Linked DNA regions of Sus scrofa: all the other regions are linked to region 1. A link is a contact called in public HiChIP or PLAC-seq and promoter capture Hi-C data. All regions are on one chromosome and are shown on one strand. Each heading gives the region's core, a stretch centred on a gene start, on an enhancer-like site or on the middle of the called end of the contact. The rest is flanking DNA. Distances are from core to core; before and after follow the strand shown. Region 1 holds the start of CEP170 (centrosomal protein of 170 kDa). Region 2 holds the start of HNRNPU (a long non-coding RNA gene). Region 3 holds the start of LOC100739755 (cytochrome c oxidase protein 20 homolog). Region 4 holds the start of DESI2 (desumoylating isopeptidase 2). Region 5 holds the start of ADSS (adenylosuccinate synthase).

Region 1 (2,842 bases), core at 98-2,597:
AAGATGTTTCCTAACCTCCTCCCTTAGGAACACGAATGCGTTACCCACCCAATAAAAAAACAATTCCGCCGGTTCATTTTCCTGCTACACAACAGCTTCGTCGTCAAGGCCCTTCCTAGTCCATTCTTCATCGTCATCTAGTAATTTTATATTGATCACCTTGGCAAGGCTTGGACAGGCACTGTCCTTGTCTTCCAGAAGCTTTACATTCTCCAAATAAATAAAAACTCTGCTACACACTAAAAAACAAAGATTCTATGACTCGGGATACAAATCCCACATCTTCCCGCCCTGTGTTAGGCAGCTGCTAATTTTTCCTTCCCTTGCATAAAATGAAGGGACACATACCAAAGACCACATTTGAATCTCAGGACAATGAAGTCGACAGGAAGCCACTTTCTCCTCCCCCGGTTTACTACCAAGCTACAGCCTGCGCGGGTGCAGTCGCCTGGCGGGGTGCGTGACACCACGTCTTCTACGCCCTCCCACCGCGTCCAAAAGGCTCCTCGCCGGACCCCCCAAATCACCCCACACCCCCAAAACAACCACACAATAAGGATCGACACCGAGCTGCTCGGACCGGGAAATATCCCTTCACCAGCGGCAGCGCAGCCATTCCCTCCACTGCTCCGCCCGCACCCCTGCACACTGCTTGGGCGGAGCGGCTGCACAAAGCCGGGAGAGCCCAGACGACTCAATACGTGGACACAAGCGGGGAAGCCGGGCCGCAGGACTGGGGGACGCGGGGGGGGAGGGGAGGGGCGGCCCCGCCGGGTCCCGGGTCCGGGGCGGGGGCAGCGCGCGGAGCCTACGGGAAGCGCCCCTCGCCGCCCAGCCCGCACCCCGCCCGCCGCGGGCCGCGCCCGAGCCCCGGCTGCAAACCGGAGGAGCAGGATGTGGGAAGACGGCGGCGACGGCATCAGAGTGCATCACTTACCCCTCACTGCTGAGAGGCACCGGACCGGGGGGCGGGGCGCGCCGCGTCCCGTGAGTCTCTCGCCAGCTTCCTCCCCCACCCCGTCGTCGTCGTCTTCGTCGTCGCCGCCGCCGCCGCGATCGAGCTCCTGGCCCCTCCGCGCCGCTGGGCAATAACGTTATTCCACACACGCTCCGCACATAGCGGTAACGGCAAGGAGCGGCCGCCCAGTGCGCAGGCGCCAGGGGAGAGGGCGAAGAGCCCGGCCCTACCCCTGCTCCGGCCCAGTCCCGGCGAACTTCTACTGCGCAGGCGCCAAGCACAGACAATGAAAAGGGGTTGTGTGGGGGGTCTCACCCACAGGCCTCGCCAGCTGCCGACTGCGCAGGCGTACACCAAAGACCTGCTTCAACAATGAGGAGGACTGGGCTTTAGCTGGGACCGCAACCCGTAAGGACTACATTTCCCAGCGGGCAGTGCGTCAACTCCTCCAAACTGAGGTCGGGTGGCCAGCTGGGTGTGCTAAAATTTGTAGCGTCAGCCGCTTTCACAATTTAGGCTGTTTGGGAGATTCAGAGCTTCTTTTTCCTGAGAATTTATTTGGCGGTGTTGGCAAAAGTTGTGGCTGAAGAGTGTAGAATTTATTTGCGTTCTTGAGACGCCTCAAGGGTCAACTGCATTCTAGCGAACTTAAAAGAATCAAGGCGTTCAGTGAGTGCTTTCTGTCAGATGGTCCAAACACACGATGGGATGGAGGCAGGACCAAGACAGGCAGCGCTACAGAAATGGGCGGAGCCTCCAAACGGTCTCTTGGCGACCAGATCTGGCAGCCAAACTGCTGAAGCGTGAGCTTGGAGCGCGTTGCCCTCTGGGAATTGTAGTTTGTTTGGGAGGGCGCCTGGGAACTTGAGACAGTAATCCCGGAACACGAGGACTACAATTTCCGAGGTCCACCACAAGGGCCCGTGGGTGGGAAGAGGCCCGGCTGGCTGCGTCTGGGATTCCGCGCTCCGGGTTGACAGCCGCGGCAGGAAGCGGGTGGGCGCCTGTGGGGCGCTGGGGCCTCTTATTCTCGGAGAGGAGAACCCTGGACACTACCCCACGCAACTCCCGTCTCTGAGCTCCGAGTGTGTGCATGGCGAAATCTTCGGAGAACTCTACCCTGGAGGAGATTCTGGGGCAGTATCAACGGAGTCTCCGGGGTGAGTTGCTCCGAACCTTTGCCCTAACCCCTTAATACCAGGGTCTCGTGGACGGGAGCTGACCAGGTGCATTTCCTAACGGCTTGGTTCGGCCCAAGCCAGAGTGCAGAGGAAGAAGCTGGATGTTGCTGTGATCTTTGAGGGAAGGCTAAATAGTTATTACGGTTAAGCAGCATCGCTTCCCTTGATTCCCATAGTTCCCATAGTTACCTGAACCAACTCCCTGATCTTGTCTTGGGCATCTTTTTCACCCGACGCCCGCAAAATCTCTAGGACGCTTCTATGAGTGTCGCCCACTTCCCCTACATCTCTCTTTTTAATCCAGTACATTTCTGATGCGCTCTTTTTACACATTCGAATTATAGTATGCTGGGTTGGATGTGATTTATTGGACAAGGAAAAAACACACTAATAATTATTTTAGTCACAACAGCTTCTATTTAGCGGCCCAGGCTATTTACACACATTAAATCACTTAAAACTTAACAACAGTCTTATGAGTGACCCTCTTCTACACCTGGGGACCTGGTGCAAGGAGGTTAAATTAGGCCAAAGCCGACCCAGCTGGTTAGTGGCAGAGCCTGGTATTAATTCAGTCAGGCTTGTCTGCCTTAAAAGCTTAAAAGCCTATGTTTTTTCTTTCTCCCTTTCTTTCTGTCTTCCTTCCTTGCTTCTTTCTTTCTTCTTTCTGCCACACCTGTGATCTGTGACGTGTGTGTAAGTT
Region 2 (2,842 bases), core at 172-2,671, 1.3 Mb after region 1:
CAGCCCGCACTCCCCTCCCCCACCCGGGCCCGCGCTCCCCGCGGCCGCATTGTACTGCTCGCCGCCAGCCCCGCCCGGCCCCGCCCGCCGGAAGTGACGTCACGCCGAGCCCGGCGCGCCTTGCACAATACCGCGGCCCGGAGCCGCCACGGCGCGCCGCCGGGGCCCCGGGCCTCCCCTCCCCCCGGAGACATGTGCCCGCACCGCGCGCACGCAGCGCAGCGGCGCCGCCGCGGCTCCTCCCCCAACAGCGGCAGCTGCAGCCCCCCCCCCGGGCTCCCCCCTCCCGCTCTAGCCACATAATGGAGGCGCTGCCGCCGCCGTCACACTGCGAGCCGAGGCCTCACGCCTAATCCGGGATTCCCCGCGGCCTCCCCGCCCGCCCGCTCGCCGCGGCCCCCGCCCCCCCGGGGGCGCCCTCCCGCGGCGGGGCATCCCTCCCCTCCCCCAGCGGGGCTCCGGCAGGCCTGGGCACGGTCCCCACCCCGCGCGGGCCTCCCGCCGCGCGCAACCAACCACGCAGCACTCACCCGCCGCCGGAGCCCCGGGGCGACCGCCGCCTCCGCCGCCTTCCGCCTTCTTCTTACCTCCCGCCTGCTGCTGGCCCTGCCTCGCCCCGGGCGGCGCCACCGTCACCGCGAACAGCGACGTGGGGCCGCTGCTCTTCCCTGCGGCCTCCTTGGCGGCCCCGCGCTGCTGCTGGGGCTGTTGCTGCGGCGCCGCCGGCGGTTGAGGCTGCTGCTCCCCGTGCCCGTTCTCGTCGCCCGCGCCTTCCTCCTCCTCGCCGAGCTCATCCTCCCCTTCCTGGAAGCCCTGGTCGTCGCCGTTCTCGTCCTCCGAGGCGGCCTCCTCCTCTTCCATCGGGCCCGAGTCGGCCGCCCCCGCGGCGCCGTTCTCCTCCCCGAGCTCCATCTGGTCGCCATCCAGGGCGGCGATCCCTTCCTCCTCCTCCTCTTCTTCCTCCTCCTCCTCGTCGCCACCGGCCGCGGCCTCCTGCTCGAGGCCTGCTCCCGAGCGCTCGGCGGAATCCCCGCCCAGGTCTAGGCTGCCGTTCCCAGGCTCCATGGCGGGGCGGCCCCCGGCCTCCTCGTCGTCCAGCGCGGCCTGGAGACGCTCCATGAGCTCGGCCTTGAGGCCCTTGTCGGACAGGCGCCGCTTCTTGAGCTCCTCCTTCAGCTCCGACACCTTCAGCTTTTTCACATTAACAGGCGAGGAACTCATGGTGAGGCCCCGATTCACCGCTAGGCGCTGGCTCAAACTGGACTCCGCTCACTCGGCCACTGGCGGCGGCTGCGGCTGCTGCTCGGCCCGGGCGGCGGCTGCGGCTGCGGCTGGAGGTGGGTTTGTGCTGCAGAGCGGACCCGCCTGGTGTCGAACGGCGCCAATTCCTTTCACCGAGTTCGCGAGGGAGACGCGGAGACTCGCCTAGCGCGAGCGAGCACGCAACGTCCTCTCGCAGGAGCGGTGCCGCGCACGTAATATAGCCGCCCCGCCCCTGCGCCGGCGGAGCGCCCGCGCTCGCCCCGCCCCGCCCACACCAGTTCCTCCCGCCCCCACCCGAATCGCGGGCCCGGAGCGCGGCGCCGCGCCGCGCACTGCGCTTCCAATTGGGGCCGAGCAAATGGAGGAGGAGGAAACCGCCTTCAGTTAAACCGACCCACTGCAACATCTATTGGTCTTTCCAGCTCTTTGGTGTCGAGGCTTGTTTTGCTCTTTGCCTTCCAGCCCTTCTGTCCAAATGCTTTTAGTCCTCAGACTGGCCTTTTCCACTTGACTCCGCCACCTATTCTTCCATTTTAGATTTGTCTTATCTATTTCTCCAGCTATTTGTTTAAAACGCCTTAAAATTGTATTTCAGCTTTGATTTGTGCAACACAAATTGGCAATTACAATACGCAGGGGATTTTCTTCCGCTTAATATTTGGTTTAATTTTTCTAAGTCCTGCCTTGCGGATTGAATTTTAAACTCAAGCAGGGCCTTTCTTTTGTCTCTCCCACGACCCCTACTGCAAGCCTTCAAAGATGAGATGCTTGCTTTCCGGAGCGTGTCCTCCACTCCATACTGCAAAGCGTACTCTGCCGGCCTTGTCATGGCACTGTCAGCCAAAGAAGTTAAATAAACCTCAGAATTGCATTTCTGTGTTTTCTTTACCTACCAACCGAAAAGACGGACCTTCTGTAAGATTTATTCCAATTTAGGATCTGGTCGTCCAGTTATGAAAAGTCCTTGTAGCTGACAATGAGGATGAGACCCAGCTAAGATCACACACTTTGATTCTATTCCCGTGTCTCCAGAAATACTTTGGACCAAATTATGCTGAAACCCTAATAAAAGCTTATGCAAAACAAAGGGTTGTGATTTTGTAAATAGAAAATAATCACTCCCGAAAAGAAATGTTATTTCAGTGTGCCTTCGACGTTTAATTTTTCTCTTTACTAAATAAAACGTGTGTTACATTCCTCAAGTTTTAGGTAGCAGTGCCAGAATTTAGATTTGTGATAGAGACAAGTATTAAACCCGGTAGAATCTGCACAGGGGCTAGCCAATGTTCTAGTCTAGTTTATCTCTGACTAAGGAGGTCAGCTTTACACACTGCTTGGTGCTTTAGCTGGCAGAATAATGCTGCCCCAATTTTAATTTGAAATTTGGAAAAATACACATGTGAACTCTCTTCCCTGGGTCGTATGATTTGACTGATCGATAAATTTTATTTTTATTTTTTTGTCTTTTTAGGGCCGCACCCGCAGCATATGGAGGTTCCCAGGTTAGGGGTCAAATCAGAGCTGTAGCCGCTGGCCTACACCACAGCTCAGGGCAACGCCAGATCCTTAACCCACTGAG
Region 3 (2,842 bases), core at 134-2,633, 1.3 Mb after region 1:
TCAGGAATGACTTCAAATGTAATTATGGAATTACACTGCTTCACTCTTTAAGGAATATTCTGCCTTAAATATTACCTTCCAGACCAAGAGTTCAAAGCATAGTTACCGCACAGATTTTCAGATGAGAGCCCCAAACTGGCAGGATGGGGGGACGGGGTGGAAAGAGTAGGGGAATGACATTTATTCTATGTCCTAATTAATAGTAGAGCGGTATGTTAGAGCAGTTTAATCTAACCAAAAGTTACTTATTTTTAAAAATAACTGTCACACACAAGTCATAAAATGCGATTGTTGGAAGATTGTAGTAAATGATGATGAACGTATAAGGAATAAGAAAACGCTCGACAGCTGACAGCAAATAACCGCCTTATCCAGCCGCAGCATGACTCTGCACCATGACACACTCTAAAGCTTGGGTATTTTCCCAGGAGAATACGCTGAAATACAAAGGTCCACAAAGAGAGGAGGCATAAAGATTTGGATAGGGACATTTTCTTTTAGGGTGGACAGAAAAAAAAAAAAAAACAGGAAAAGGAATTGCACTGTTTAAAGTGCTGAGAAAATGGTCAGAGCCCATCTGCCACCCAAGAGGCCCACACGCAGATTTCACGTTAAGCCGCAGTCCTGGGGAGCGAGCATCCGTGGACCACCACCCAGCGTACAAGGACGCGCGTCGCAGCCTTTTCCCACTTGGCCCCGCCCGCCTCCCTGCCTGCACGGCGGGCACAGACGTCCTGACGCATCCGCATTGACGAGCTGCTCCCTCCATTTTGTCCCCAGTCTCCTTCAGGCGCACCGAGCGGCGCTATTTTAAAGCCACTCCCAGATGGAACCAATGCAGGGAGGCGGCGGAGTGGGTGCGGGACCACGCTTTGCCGGAGGCCGGCACTCGGGGATAAATGACGGCTGGTGCTGGTGGAGCTGCCTGGGGCGCCCAGGGCTCGACCCGGGCCGGAGGACAAAGGACACAGAGGGGACGCGGGCCGCATGCCAGCACGGGCCGACTTCCGGGCCGTGAGCTGGGAACGTGGGGCGGGGGAAGGGGGTCCCGTTCGCAGGACAAAGCGGCGGCGGCGCGCACGCCCCATCCGCGCGGCCCCGCCCGCCCGCCCGCCGCGCGCGCCCGGCGCCCAAACACGCGAGCGCGCGCGGGCGACGGTTAGAAATGGCGGTTGGGGCCAGAGGGGCGGGGGCGGGAAGATGTGCCGCCTCGTGGTGCTAAGCGTCCGGGCCCGTAGTTGCTTCACGGGCCCTCTTCCTCCGCCTGGTGCAGGCCCTAGAGATGGGGAGAGCCGCTGTGGGGAAGGCGTGACTCCTTCAAGTGAACAAAGGAAATGGCGGCCTCTGCCGAGGAAACCGACGCGGACAACGCTGCAGCCGCCGACACTGGGAGACGTTCCCTAAAATGGCGGACTGCGCGGGCGCGGGCGGGGCGAGGACGCGGGCGGGGCGTCCGTTCGAGGCGGCCCTCGGCGGCGGCGGGGCGGGGCGGAGGCGCCGACTGCTCGCATGGCCGCCACGCCGGAACCCGGCGAGCCCGGGAAGGGGAAGGTAACCGGGGGACAGCGGGGCGCGCGGGCTGGGGGCGGGGGTGAGTGAGGCCCGGACGGGCGGGCGCGGCGCGTAAGGACGCGGCCTCTGGAGCTGCGAGACCCAGACGGGAGCGCGTGTCGTTCGCTTCTCTGCCCGCGGACAGACCCCCCCCCCCGCCCGCCTTCCGTCCCTTTTTTACCTTAATTGCCGTGGCTTTAATGACATACACGAGGAGGATGAGGGGACAGGTACCGGTAATTTACTGCAGCTCACAGACTCATCCCTTTGGGAATATTTTGTCTTGCATTGTAATTTGTTAGTCAAGAGATTGCAAAATTCCCCGAGGACGGCTGCCTTGTGCAGCAGGCTCTATGCTTCACTGAAAGCGCTTAACTTAGGGGAGTTGGGAAAGGTAATCGAGTGCGTTTATATCGAGAACTGGAGGGTCAGATGAAACGCTTGAGGTGTTTTCTCCTTTACCCTTTCGCTCGACCACGTGGAGTATGCAGGATTCTATGGACCCGATCGTTCCCGTCGCTGGCCTTCCTGCCCTGCCTGGCCCCTGTGGGCTCCCCTGTAAAATGGATAATTTCACTTCTCTGTCTAAAACCCAGTCGTATCAGTCCATTGCTCTCAGGTTAAAATCCGAATTTCTTGGCCTGGAAATGTGAAGGTTGTTACCTAACGCTGGCGGTTCAGCCTTCGGCTCTTCCGATGCTTTGCCGGTGGTGGATTGAATAAATCTAAACAGGGCCGTCTCTGGTCTCCCCTGCAGGGCTTCCTGACTCCCTAAAGGAGACAGGTGCTTCTGCCTCCACCTGCCAGGACACCTTGTACACAGCCGTATCGTTAGACTGGAAGTCAATCTTTGTCTTGTTTTTAAGAGCGGGGGACCCAGTTTTGATATCCTCAGTGCAGCTAACAAGTGTTCATGAAAAGATAATGCCCCCCTCAAAAAAACCCACCTTAAAATAGTAAGCTATAGAGATAGTAACATTGGATCAGTTATTCACAAATATTTATCGAAGACCTACTCTGTGGCCACATGTGCGGAGATGTGGGATATGATGGATTTTGCAGAACGGTTGCCTCTAGGAGACCTTGGTGGTGCTGTTTCCAGAGTGCACGGATAAATGTCTCCTTGAAGAGTTAAAAGGGATAGTAGATTTGTTAAATGGAGAAGTTTAGTTCTGCAGTGACAAGGAGCAGAAAAATGGGACGGTAGCTTGGATGGGTGGCAGGGGGCTGTAAAGAGAAGGGTGGTTTGTTTTGCATGTTTCTAGACCAGAGAGCATTAAGTATAAATGTA
Region 4 (2,842 bases), core at 232-2,731, 1.2 Mb after region 1:
ATGCTATAAAACTCCAGAGAAAACATAGGAAGAATACTCTTGACATAAATCACAGCAATATCTTTTTTTTTTTTTTTTTTTTTTTTGCTTTTTTGGCACTCCCGGATATGGAGTTAGCTAGGGTAATCGAGCTGTAGCACCGGCCTATGCAGAACAGCAACATGGATCGAGCGCTCTGAACTATACACAGCTCACGCAACGCGGATCATTACCACTGAGCAACAATCGAACCGACTCATGTTTAGTCATTGTTAACTGCGACACGGAATAGCAATATCTTTTTGAATCTGTCTCCTAGCATAATGGAAATAAAAACGAAGGGGACCTAATTAAACCTAAAAACATTTTTTTTTAATTTGCTCTGCATCTAAATGACCCCACATGGAGGTTCCAAGGCTAGGGAACTACAGTTGCTGGCCTACACCACAGCCACACCAGATCCTTAACCCCACTGAGCAAGGCCCGGGATTGAACCTGCATCTTCATGGATCCTACTTGGGGGATCTTTAACCGCTGAGCCACGAAGGGAACTCCTGCTTCTCCCTTTTAATGAGCTGTTTGTTCCCTGATACTTGCAGAGCTGGCTTTTTGTCGTTTAGATGGCCTTAAACCTCACCTCGTCAATGAGACCTTCCCACTGCATCACTCCATCCCATTTTAACTCTCTACAAAGCACATGCCACAGATATTTTGCCCTTCCTCCTGTTTATTTCCATATTCCCCCAAGCCCTAGGACACCGCCTGGCAAAGGGCAGACACACAAGTATTTTTTGAATGAATGCAATAGCACCTACCACGTCCTAGGGTTGTGCTAGTCTATGAGTACTGTATTCTTTTCCCATTTCAGCAGGATGGTTTCATTAAATGTAAAATTCCATATTAAGGATTAACTGGATGCATGTTACACTCTTTCCCCCACCAGTAACCTGCCTTCCTCTATTTCCCCATCCTTCTGCTTACAAAAAAAAAGTGAGGATGGATTTGGAAAACAGGGTCATCACTATGGTCTTTTGCCACGCTCCGATGCTTTCATCGAGCTCAACGCGACAGAAAGTAACTGCACCTGCAGCGGAAGGCGTTGCAGGTAGTTCTCACTGCCCCGCAAGGGCGGACTGCAAGGGCTAAGGCACAGAGCGCAAGCACTGCATGCTGGGAGCTGTAGTCTCCTGGGGAGGCCTGGTCCACAGCACCGGGCCCCCGCCGCATGCTGGGAGCTGTAGTCGATGGCTAGCAACACGCCGCGAAGACCGTCCAGGGTTGTTGAGGCTCCGCCTCTGTGCTTCCTCACTGCATGCTGGGAACTGTAGTCTCTCTAGGACCCCGGGCGCAGAGGTGCGGGGGCTGCGCCATCTTAGATCCGAGCGCGGCACTGGAGGCTAGAGCGCAGGCGGGCCCAGCCCCTGCGCCGGCCGGCCCCGCCCCCGGGCGCCTGGCGCCCGCCTCTCGCTCGGGCCCCGCCTTCCCCCACGTGTCTTCCACCGGGGGAGGCGCCTGAGCCCTAGCGGGCCGCCAACGGTCCGGCCCCGTCGGCGCAGAGGCTTCTGTCCGCGGCACCCGGGAGCGACCCGGTTCCCGATGTTCCCGCGCCGGCTGCCACGGGCCGGGCTGTGCGGTTAGTGCCCGGCTCCGGCCCCCTGAGGCGCCCGCGGGGGTGGGAGCGGCCTCGGCCCCGCGGAGACGGAGCGGCTGGAGGGCGAGGCGGCGGCCGCCGGGAGGAGGATGGGGGCTAACCAATTAGTGGTGCTCAACGTGTACGACATGGTGAGTGAGTACGGCCCCCGCGGGCCGAGCCCGGCCCAGGCCGGCATCCTCTCGCCGGTCGGCTCGGACCCGGCCCCACGCGTTTCCTGCCTGGCGTCGCCGCCTCCCGCTTAGTTCTCCGGGGTGGGGGGAGGGGAGTAATATTTTCTTAATCCCCGCCGACGTCGGCGCGCTTTTTCGCGTAGCCCAGGCTGCCCTTGGGCTTTGGCCGAGATTTGGTTCGCCTTGAACCTCTCGCGTGCCCCGACGTGGCTCGGACCTTGAGCTGGGCCCCACTCCCTGGCCGACGAGCCGAGTCCTTTCCACGAAGCTTAGGTCGCCGGTCGGACTTCCCACGCCACCACCGGGGCTCCGGGGCTGCCCTGCTTCTCCCACTCGATTTGCCCGCTCTCCCCTCCCCTCTCCTCCTGCCGAGCCGCACATCTCTGTTCATGCCCAAGTCCTTGGAAACTCCCAAGCCCCTCTTAAGTCCAGAAAGTCACCGCTTGTGCTGGAGACTGACTTCAGAGGTGAACAGGAGCCAACACACCCCTGCCTCCAAGGCAACCTCATTAAAATGAATGGAGGCTAAAATTGATCCAGCAGATAGTCCGGCTGCCTTATTTAGGGATCCTGATGGTGCTCCTTTCCTGGATTCTGGAGACCACTTTCCGGGTGATGCAACAGGTATCTGACGTGACCACAGGAGAGGGACGGGAAGAACTTGTTTGTTATGTCATCTGCCTTTGGTGTATTCTAAGCCCACAGAATCGAGTCCAAGGATCGGTTTGCCATTGAAACACCCAGTACAAAATTATTGTTGCAGTTAGAGGCATGCTTGGGTTTGTATGGCTTTGGGTTGATTAGTTTTTGCTTTGTAAGCGGTTACCTCTCTTTGCGTTGTTTAAAATTTCTTTTCGGATTGACCGAACGTTCCCATCATTGTTTTTGCTGGATGCAAAAGAACAGAAATACTAAAGGTCGGGAGTCTTGTTCTCCTTCATAGACCTAAAGTTTTGGTTCTCTTGCATTGTCTTTAAGTTTTTAAATTTCCAGTGTCGTATCTTGGGTAGAAGAGAATTCCCATGCCGCAATCTGGGAA
Region 5 (2,842 bases), core at 256-2,755, 1.1 Mb after region 1:
GTATGTGTGTGGCCTGAGGGGTGGAGAACTGGAAGGTGGTGGTGCTAAGAGGCCACTGGTGCCAACAGCTATCTTATCCAAGGAATGGACAGGGTGGATTTCTGCCTGCAAAAAAAACCAAAAAACAAAAAACAAGATTTTTGCATTTTTAACTTTTGCTGTACCTACGATTAGCTTTTCTGCAGGCTCAAATGGTGTTCCATTTTGGGTAGAAAACTAACACTCAAGTGGGCATAAAAACTTGTTAACATACACAGTGTCATCATGTTGTGTCATGTATGTTCAGGAGGAAGAAAGATTCTTGCAACCTAAACAGGGAGCAGGTAACTTCAGATATTACATTAGAATTTGTTTTGAAAGTGGTTATTGCTCAACTATTTCGATTTTTGAAATTGGTAATAGTTATTTAAGAGCCTTTACAAAGGCCTAGCCTCTAGGCTGCTTCAAAGCAAACGACAAATAGGAAGAAAGCTTACACTGGAAACCACGTGTCTCCCGGTAGGAAGTACATTACTATTCCATTTCCCGGGTTCGTTCTAGATGTGAGCCGTAACAATGTAAATATTTCTAAATACTGGATTTGACATCCGTGTATTTACTTGTCTCACCTGTAAAAGAGCTAGGATTCCCTCCTCTGGGACCAACAAGTAAAAATAATTTCCCGTTAGTATACCGGGTACAGAGGAAAAAAGAAAACGGGGCCATTAAACAGTTCTAACCCCGGAGGTGGGTTCTCGCGTCAACAAAGTGGACCGGAGGCGGCAAAGCTCTTCAAGCTCGGGGCCTGCAGGTGCAGGAGCGGTGAGTCTGGATTTCGGGGCAGTTCGGCCCACTTGGTCCCCCTGGGCGGGTGGGTGAGGATGGGGAAGGTTCTGCGGCCGCGCAGGGTCTCCGGCTCCGAGTCGGGGGCAGGCCTCGAGCGGTACATCCTCAAACTCAAAACCGTATCCCGCCTCCACCCTGACCCAGTCCCGGGTTTGAGCACTGGTCCCCAGACCGAAAACTGCAACTCTCCAGGCATCGCGCATCTCAAAGGCACCGCATCAACCTGCATTCTCTTCCAGAGCCTCCCCGAACCCTCAACCCAAGACCCCTCGTCAGGGGTCTCTGACCTCCCGCCATTTCTCCACTTCGCTGTAGGTCATAACATGAGGAGAGACCCGCAAGGTGACACCTTAGTTTGGACCGTAGATTGGAGTTCTGGGCCCCAGCTCCCGGGCTGGCTTCCCGTCTGAGCCCGGCCGACTCACCTGGCAGCGGCACACGATGTCGGCGTCTTGCGCCAGCAGATCCACCACCTTCCCCTTGCCTTCGTCGCCCCATTGCGCGCCGAGCACCACCGTCACCCGGTTGCCTCCAGGCCGCGCCCTGGGGCGGCCGCAGTCGCCGTTGGGCAAGGAGGATGCCGCCGGGTTGGTCTCGGCGAACGCCATGGCTCCAGAGACGCGAGGAGAGCCCGAAGGGGACGCGGGCGGTCGGGAGTGCGCGAACTGAACTGCTCTGCCGCCGCCAGCCACATGCAGAGGAAGAAGGAGCCAGAGCCAGCCCGCCCCTGCCCCTGCCCCGCCTGCCGGGTCGCCACCCTCCCGCCAGGCCCGCCCCGCCCCGCGTCCCCGCGGCCCTCTCGGGGAGGGGGGCACCAGGACCTCCCCGCGCACGCCGGCCGCGGCAGCACCGCCCCAGGAAAAGGATACGCCCCTTCCGCGACCGGGCGCGCCCCTCCAGTGCGAACCCGGCGAGCAGAAAGGGGAGGGGGCGTGGCTTCAAGCGTGCCTCAGCCTCGACGCCCCGCCCACTCGCCGGGGAAAGGCCGCTTTTCAAACTGGAGAGGCGCGGAAGTGCGTGCCGGGGCGTCGGACTACAACTCCCAAGCAGCGCTCTGGCTCAAGCGACGTATTCCGGTGATTTGGTGTCTGCCATCTGCAGGTTTCGGTCTCTGAATATGTTCATTTTTTTAAATCATCTTTTAATTTGTTTCTATTAAGGAATGAGATAATGTATACAAGATGCAAAGGGTGGAATTTAAAAGTACAAATGAGGTGAAGTTGGGACAAATTACAGACAGTATTGGAAAGTAAAGCTCTGCAAGTGAGAACAGAGATGGGGACCAGGATCAAAAAGGGCAAACTCCAAAGTAAGGCAGTCATGCAGAGGACATTAGTCCTGGAAACGTAGAGATCTAGTAGAGCCCGAAACCTTCTCATTTTACACTTTAGTAGCAAAGTCTCAGAGAGGGGGAGTCAATTACCAATGTCGCGTAATATGTGCCTGATACTGTAATGCATTTTTAATTCCCACAACCAAATGAGATAAGTAATATCTTATCCTTATTTTACAGGGTTTAAAAGTTAGCTAACTTCCTCTAAGGGGGGTTGAATTGGTACCTAAATGGTCTGAGTCCAGAGCCCAAGCCCTTTCTGTATATCGTGCTCCTCCATATACATCAGGTGCCGCTAGATTCCCAAGTATACTGTGAAAACAAATAGATCCCACTTTAAATGGCATCGGGAAGCCCAAAGGGGAAACTCTCGTGCAGATACCCCTCCTAGCAGACTGCATATCCAGAAGGAAGATAAGAATATAACTTCTTCTGTGGTAAGGGAGGACATTTTTCACATAGGAATTTTCATGGCCCTCTTTAAAAAAAAAAAAAAGGAACGCAGATTCCTCCCTGCCCCAGCACCAATACTGTAACCTTTGAAATCTTTTTGTCACTTTAGTTAAATGAATAATTAAATATCATTTCATGGGGTTCCCACTGTGGCCCAATGGGATTGGTGGTGTCTTGCAGTGCAGTTCAGGTTAGATCCCTGGCCCCACACAGTGGGTTAAAGGATCTGCC

Evidence for each region. Promoter capture Hi-C pulls out the DNA fragments that hold promoters and counts their contacts. HiChIP or PLAC-seq counts read pairs in DNA pulled down with a chosen protein or histone mark.
Region 2: an H3K27ac HiChIP or PLAC-seq map of alveolar macrophages shows a contact between it and region 1. The contact joins the promoter of HNRNPU here to the promoter of CEP170 in region 1. A contact is called at or near these places in 1 of 5 promoter capture datasets (liver) and 1 of 2 datasets of contacts at active chromatin or transcription factors (alveolar macrophages).
Region 3: a contact with region 1 is called in an H3K27ac HiChIP or PLAC-seq map of alveolar macrophages. The contact joins the promoter of LOC100739755 here to the promoter of CEP170 in region 1. A contact is called at or near these places in 2 of 2 datasets of contacts at active chromatin or transcription factors (alveolar macrophages and skeletal muscle).
Region 4: a contact with region 1 is called in a promoter capture Hi-C map of liver, with 4 times the contacts expected there. The contact joins the promoter of DESI2 here to the promoter of CEP170 in region 1. A contact is called at or near these places in 2 of 5 promoter capture datasets (fetal liver and liver) and 2 of 47 Hi-C or Micro-C datasets (liver and skeletal muscle).
Region 5: a promoter capture Hi-C map of liver shows a contact between it and region 1, with 4 times the contacts expected there. The contact joins the promoter of ADSS here to the promoter of CEP170 in region 1. A contact is called at or near these places in 2 of 5 promoter capture datasets (fetal liver and liver), 3 of 47 Hi-C or Micro-C datasets (heart right ventricle, liver and skeletal muscle) and 1 of 2 datasets of contacts at active chromatin or transcription factors (skeletal muscle).

Annotation. Positions count from the first base shown.
Region 1 is chr10:16,189,930-16,192,771 of Sscrofa11.1, forward strand. It overlaps CEP170 (centrosomal protein of 170 kDa), which reads right to left and starts at 1,348. Exons shown (of 20, transcript XM_021064150.1): 1 at 938-1,348. It overlaps SDCCAG8 (serologically defined colon cancer antigen 8), which reads left to right and starts at 1,249. Exons shown (of 16, transcript XM_021064181.1): 1 at 1,249-2,118. The coding sequence starts at 2,052.
Region 2 is chr10:17,495,579-17,498,420 of Sscrofa11.1, forward strand. It overlaps HNRNPU (a long non-coding RNA gene), which reads right to left and starts at 1,422. Exons shown (of 16, transcript XR_002336237.1): 1 at 531-1,422.
Region 3 is chr10:17,470,454-17,473,295 of Sscrofa11.1, forward strand. LOC100739755 (cytochrome c oxidase protein 20 homolog) reads left to right here and starts at 1,384. Exons shown (of 4, transcript XM_005653791.3): 1 at 1,384-1,551. The coding sequence starts at 1,510.
Region 4 is chr10:17,364,185-17,367,026 of Sscrofa11.1, forward strand. DESI2 (desumoylating isopeptidase 2) reads left to right here and starts at 1,482. Exons shown (of 5, transcript NM_001097419.1): 1 at 1,482-1,761. The coding sequence starts at 1,720.
Region 5 is chr10:17,257,636-17,260,477 of Sscrofa11.1, forward strand. It overlaps ADSS (adenylosuccinate synthase), which reads right to left and starts at 1,506. Exons shown (of 13, transcript NM_001097508.1): 1 at 1,251-1,506. The coding sequence starts at 1,433. LOC110255648 (a long non-coding RNA gene) reads left to right here and starts at 7. Exons shown (of 2, transcript XR_002336233.1): 1 at 7-801; 2 at 1,141-2,842.